Linked DNA regions of Mus musculus: region 1 is linked to region 2. Evidence: chromatin contacts called from public HiChIP or PLAC-seq data. All regions are on one chromosome and are shown on one strand. The core of a region is the stretch at or near the end of the contact, and the rest is flanking DNA. Distances in the headings are between cores, read along the strand shown. Region 1 has its middle 18 kb from the start of Gm36434. Region 2 overlaps Mn1 (meningioma 1).

Evidence for each region. HiChIP or PLAC-seq counts read pairs in DNA pulled down with a chosen protein or histone mark.
Region 1: an H3K4me3 HiChIP or PLAC-seq map of forebrain shows a contact between it and region 2, with 4 times the contacts expected there. The contact joins two enhancer-like sites. A contact is called at or near these places in 1 of 15 datasets of contacts at CTCF or cohesin (large pre-B cells), 9 of 484 Hi-C or Micro-C datasets (cortical neurons, embryonic fibroblasts, embryonic stem cells and 4 more) and 13 of 115 datasets of contacts at active chromatin or transcription factors (VIP interneurons, astrocytes, craniofacial prominence and 10 more).

The regions. Positions count from the first base shown.
Region 1 is chr5:111,680,027-111,683,258 of GRCm38.p6, forward strand. No RefSeq gene overlaps it. Among named protein-coding and RNA genes, the nearest start is that of Gm36434, 18 kb to the left of the region's middle. Within about 2 kb of position 1,540, at least 36 of the 459 cell types and tissues checked have an H3K27ac peak or open chromatin away from gene starts, as enhancers often do. A contact at or near this core is called in cortical neurons and forebrain, where this site is marked.
Region 2 is chr5:111,433,251-111,436,275 of GRCm38.p6, forward strand. All of the region lies in intron 2 of Mn1 (meningioma 1), which reads left to right. Among named protein-coding and RNA genes, the nearest start is that of Mn1, 17 kb to the left of the region's middle. Within about 2 kb of position 1,396, at least 24 of the 459 cell types and tissues checked have an H3K27ac peak or open chromatin away from gene starts, as enhancers often do. A contact at or near this core is called in cortical neurons and forebrain, where this site is marked.

The sequences.
Region 1 (3,232 bases), core at 290-2,789, 250 kb after region 2:
CACTCAGGTGTGAGCTATGGTTGTCACCCAGAGGATTAGAAAATGTGCAAGGCTGGATGCTGGGGACAAACAGATCCGAGGTTGGACCTTCAGCTCTGTCCCAGTTCTTTCTGTGACCTGGATCTGTGGCTTTCCCTCCCAGAGCCTCTGTTTTCTCTCTTGAAGCTTGTAACATTGCATCTCTCATTTATAGATTTGGGTGGGTGGGATGTTAAAAATAACAGGTACAGAACACTAAACCCAATGCCTGGAATGGTGAACATGTTCAGTTCACAGATGTGTAAAAGCCCCATGCACCAATGGGCCTTGAGTTTGGAGCACACCAGGCTAGGGGCTGACTATCTGAGCCTGCCCCATGCATGTGTATATCTGTCTACTCATCTATCTATCTACCTACCCACCATCCATCCCTCCATCCCTCCATCCAGCCTCTTACCTATCTGTCCACCCATCCATCCATCTATCCATGCATCCATGCATCCATCCATGCATCTACCCATCCCCCCACCCACCCATCTATTCACCTACCCACCTACCTGTCCATCCATCCATCCACCCACCCATCCATTCACCTACTCACCCACTTATCCATCCATCCATCCATCCATCCATCCATCCATCCATCCATCCACCCAACTGTCCATCTCTTCACCAGAATTTTTTCTTTTCTGTTTTCTTTCGAGACAGGGTTTCTCTGTGTAGCCCTTGCTGTCTTGGAACTCGGTCTGTACCAGGGTGGTCTCAATCTCAGATCCCAGTGCCTCTGCCTCCAAAGTGCTGGGATTAAAGGCGTGCGCCTGACTTTGAGAAATGTTAATTGAGAAAATGTGTACACCTGATGTTACAGTTAAAGTAGACAGTAATGAAGAAAACCTGTCCCCCATACTCCCCAGGCTCTGATACTCTAGAGGAAGAGACACCGAATCCTTAAGGTTTGCAGCTGCTTCAAGGGCTAAGTGTGTTCCTAAGTATGATGAGGCCAGAGGAGGTCTCCTGAGGGATTGGTATGAGACCTGGGCTGAGAAGGACGGATTAAATACTAGCATTGAAGAGAGGGGAAGCGTATTTCACTGGGGCTGCACGTGCAAAGGGTTTGTGGCAGGCAGAAACCTTCTGGCCACACATTCCTGCTGTCTGGAGGGCAGAAAAGATCTAGGGGCCTGGCAGGTATTAGTCCCATGGCCACAGGAGAATCTTGACCTTTACTGTAGCACACTGGAAGCCATGGAAAGATAGAACATGAATTTTTTGAAAGTTCATTTTGTAGCCCTAAGCCTGATACGGGCGGTGTTGGCCTCAGGATCAGGGACAGGCACAGGTCTGACCCTGGCCAACCTGTCCTGGAGCCCCAGGACACTGTCTACACTGAGAAGACTATGACAGCCTGAACCCTCCAGAGGCAGGAACCCAGAACCCCTCACCCCAGCCAGTGGGTTCATTTACATGATCCTAGCTTAATTCATCCAGGGTATGTAAATGTATGCAAACCAGCATCCAGGAGAGGCAAAAATAGCAGGATGCATTAGCATGCCTCGCAGGAACATCGTTTTATGCAAATGGTTGCTGGGCCTACTGAGTGGGCAGAAAGGGGCATCTTCTCATCTCCAAGAGGGCCAGCTTCCTGACCCGCCCTGGACCCTGGCCAACTCTGCCATCAAGGGCGGGGGCAAGCGGGGAGGTCACAGGTACGGGGACAGACAGAATGGGAGGACCTTGGAGGGCTGCTATCCTGGAGTCTGGTGAGGTCCCTAGGATGGTGGGACCTCAGTCAGCTGCTGTCCTGGCTAGTCTTTGCCTCCACCCTGCGTCCCTCCTCCCTCTCTGCTCTGGCTAGTCCTCCTCACAAGCCTCCCTCTGATTGCTTTCCTGTACTGGCTTCTCTGAGATCAGACACAGACCTCCCACCCCTGGCAGCCTGCATTGTACATCCTGGGCACTGGTTCTGCTTTTCCAGGCCTCACCTCTGTCCTTCTCACACCTCTTGCCTCTGTGCCCCCATCCCCATCCCCCGAGTCCCACGCCAGTGTCTGTCTGGCTCTGACATTCCCTGTCACTTCTCCTCAGCTGTCTCCCCGTTTATGTTTCTTTCTCTGCCTCTGTCTCTCTCCTTGTCTTGCTTTGTCTCTGGCTGTTCCTGTCTCTTATTCTTCCCCTGTCTGCTTTTTCTCTTCTCTCCATATCTATTTCTGTCTCTCTGTCTGTGAGGCTCTCTGTCTGTCTGCTTCTGTCTGCAGGTCTCTCCTCCCTAGATTTTTTTCGTCTCCTTTTCTGTGCTTGTCTCTGCTCTTTCTATATCCACCCCCCATCTCAGGAGACCCCCTCCACTCCATCTCAGGAGACCCCCCTCCACCCCATCTCAAGAGACCCCCCTCCACCCCCTCTCAGGAGACACTGAGGGACTGCCCCCCCAGAAGTACTCCTTCCTGCTCCTGGGATCACCAGAAGATGTGTGGCCATTTGGGGGAGACATGGGGTCTCCCTACAACCCACATTCTGGTGACACCCAGATTCTGGCTGCCATCCACATCAGGAGGGCTGGGGGCCTGAGAACCCTTTTGAAGCTAGGGCCCTTGCTAGCTGAGATTGCCTGGGTTGGGTGAAAGCCAGGGATATGGCTTGGTAGTGACTGAGATTGGGTGATAGCTACTAAGTAAGGGCTGCCTCTTTGCCTCAGTTTCCTTTGCTGAGATGTGGTCCTACTGTGGTCCAAGTCAGGGCTTGCTGCGACTCAGCAACATTGCTCTCAAGTGTATGTCACCCATCTTGCCTTGACTTCCACTTGTGCCTATTGGCCTCAGTCAACCATCTTGCCTTGATTTCCACCTGTACCCATTAGTCTCAGTTTCCCCACCTGGAGACCAGTCCTGCCATTAGGTCATAGGGTGGTGGTTCCATAAACTGTCCTTTTCCTTCCTTCTCCAACTTTGCTGGTGGGTTCCTGGCATCTCTGTGCCTCAGTTTCCTTTTTTGTGGTACAGATGATACAAATTGCCTTCTGAGGTCTCCTGGACACACTGGACTGAATGGGGGTGTCCTATAGGTGACAGATGGTCAGTGTCAGCCCCACAGTGCCACCAAGTGGCCATGCAGGTCACCATGGGGCAGCCTTGGGTCTAGAGTTGGGGGCAGCTATGTTTCTGACCTGTGCCAGGCTCTCCTGGAGCCCTCAGACCCATATGCAAATTATATGAAGGATCCATCCAGGGGCCCCTTGTCCTGCAGAGGCAAGTTC
Region 2 (3,025 bases), core at 146-2,645:
GGTCCAGCAGTGTCTGCCTGAATGACTGTTCTGGGCAGGGGATCAGGTATAGGAGAGACAACAGCACACAGCGAAAGTGTTTTGTGCTTGTCTCGGCTTCCCTGGGATTGGCTGGTGGGTTTGCCTTACTCAGGTGATCAGGGTGGGAGGCATCGCTGCCACTGAAGAACACGACAGAACCCCAGAACACAGCTCTGTGTTGTCTCCATTCATGAAACAGGGTTAAAGCGAATGCTCTAAGATGGGAGAAACTTAATGCTTGTCTTTAATGGTCCTGTTCTAAGACATCTCCCAGCTGAGAGAACTGCCCAGAGAGGTCAGGCAACTCAGATAAGATCACACAGCATAGCTTCCAGTGAGCCTGCCTGAGGCCTTTTCTTTTTTCACGGGGGTTCGGGGTGGGGAATGGGGGACAGAATCTCATCCAGCTGAGTTTTGTATGGACCAAAGCCAGGTTTCAAACCAGAAATTTCCAAACCTTTCTAGAGTGCCCTAGGACGCACTACCCCGCCCCCCCCCAGGACCTTTCAACCCATGCTGTGCTCACACTCAAAGATTGGTCTGGATTCTGGGGAGGCCTTGATGGCGCTCATCCCTCCAGAGGAGAGACTGTGTTTCAGGCCCAGCTCTCGGGCTTTTTCTGAGCTGTGTGGCGTCTGACATCCTCTTCCTCACTCTCTGACGTGGAATGTTTTCCCCATAGAAGTCCTGTGAAGACTGCATAGTGTTAGGTAACGATGCGGAAGCATAAGCTCTGAAGCCAGACCTGGGTTCAGACCCTATCAGCTCTTCTTCCTACTGTGTGCCCTTGGGTACTTTACTTAGTCTCTCTGTGCTTCTATTGAGGCTAATAATAGTTCTACCTCAGTGAGCTGGCCTTCGGGAGCCCCGCGCACAGCTCCAGCCTTTATTGACGGCCTGCTCTGCCGATCGCCTTTCGTATGAGACCTTCAGAGATGTAAGGCATACTCAAAGCAGTGTTTTCACTGTCCGATCTGAGGGGTCGGGGAAACCGAGGCACGTCGCAGTGTCATGCCATCCCTGCAATAAGGATTCTGCCTCGCCATCAGGCTGGAGGGTGGGGAGACAAGCTGTGTACAGACCCTCTTGTTTGAGCCTGTTGGACAGACCTCATGCAGGCATCGGCGGGCTGGCGGCGGCGCTGTCAGGCACTGTCAAGCACTGCTGGTCGCCAGCAGCTGGATGCACGGAGGTGTTTTTCTTCCTCCTGACAGCAATACCCGGCTGGGAAGCGGTCCCTGGTGTGCGTAATGGTCACACATTCCCCCCCCCCCCACCCCTCGAGATGGAGGAATTCATGAGTTACCCCCGACCCTAGCCTCCCAGTTCTGGGCAAGGAGCCAGAGCCAGCCATAAACAGTCTGGGAGCTGACACTACACCCGCAAAACTCCAGTGTCTAGCACCTCAGGTGGGGCCTCAGCAACCTGCAGAACGGGGCTGAACAGGGAGAGTGATCAGGGAGAGGGGGGAGGCAGAGTGTTGACAGACTGAGGTCTCTCTCTGCTGCTGCTGATGGGTGTAAGGAACGGGGAGGCCTGCGTTGGATCCCCTGTGCTGTGTGACCTTGGGCAGGAGCTCCACCTCCCTGATCACTGGTTCCTTCCCCTGTAGACAGGTGGACTCCTGTGATCTTCTCAAGGGTGGGTATTGGCTGAGCAGCGGAGAGGTGGCAGAGAGTTTGGGGTACTGAATTTGGAGGGAAGGGATGGTTCTCTACCCTCAACACAGTTATGAACCCCAGCGTTCATGGCTGCCATCTGGGCTGTGGTGGCCTCAGGGAGACGTCCCCCAGGGGAATTTTGGCAGCATCTAGATACATCTCTGGTTGTCACCCTGAGTCCAGCTCCTCCTGGAGTCTACTGGATAGAGGACTGGCAGGCTGTTAAACGTTCCACTGTGCGTGTGGTGTGACCCCTTTCTACAACAACAACAACGACAACAACCAAAACTCATCCAGCAATACACATCAGTAGTGCCCAAGAAGCTGAAATACCCCCGGACAGCAAAGAGAGGCCTGGGTACAGGATAAACCTCAGATCATTCAACAGGTGCACACCAAGCCCTCACCAAGCAGTGGGGCCACAGGGACAGCCTCGATCCGGTGCAGTCTGCCTTTTAGGGAAGGAGATAGGCCACTGACAGCAAAACCAGACAGAGTCTCGGGATGAACCAGCCTGGAAATGAGGAGGGATAGGCACAGTGTATATTACAGGGAGGTCTGCTGTAGATGGAGACACATGCTGAGTTCTGGATGGTGAGAAGGAGTGGACTGTGGCATTCTGGGATATCAGATCAAAGCTGCTGATACCCATGGTGTAAGCACTGGAGCTGATGCTTCAGCCGCAGACTTTCTGGATCTGTAACACGGCTTCCCGAGTCTCGAAGTCAGCCAAGTCCAACAGTGCAGGCTCAAAGTAGTACAGCTCAGAGAGTTCAGAGATGGCTGGGGCGGCAGTATTTCATTGTGGGTGTGATGGGAGCCGGGAGGTTTTGGACTCTGGAAGGTGAGAGCCTGCCGTGTCACCGTAGATTTCCAGTTAACTGGGGCTTATTTGAATCCAAGGTATCCAGAACATTTTCTTCGTTCCAAGCTAGGATATTGGTTAGGGAGAGGGAAGGGGAGCTGGGGCACCAAGGCAGTCTAGCATGCCTCACCCGGGAAGTCTGTTGTCCTCTGCTCAGGGGAAGGTAGGATTTATGTGCTGGTCTGGGTGCTGGCCTCTTCTGTTCCGTCCCTCAGCCATTGTTCCTGAGACCCAAGGAGGTCACCAGCAGGAAGGCACAGGCTCCACCCAGGTGGCTGCCCTTGGCTTCCACCTTCTAGAAGCTTCTCTCTCTGTGTCTGGCAAAGGACTGTGAACCTGAGGCCTAAACCTCAGTCTACAGATAGGGAAATCGGGGCTCAGCAGTAGATCATGCGCTGCCCAAGAGCATTCATCTAGGAGGGATGGTAGGCAGACTCACACCGGCTCTTCTGAGCCATGCTTAGGGGAGGGCACAGAA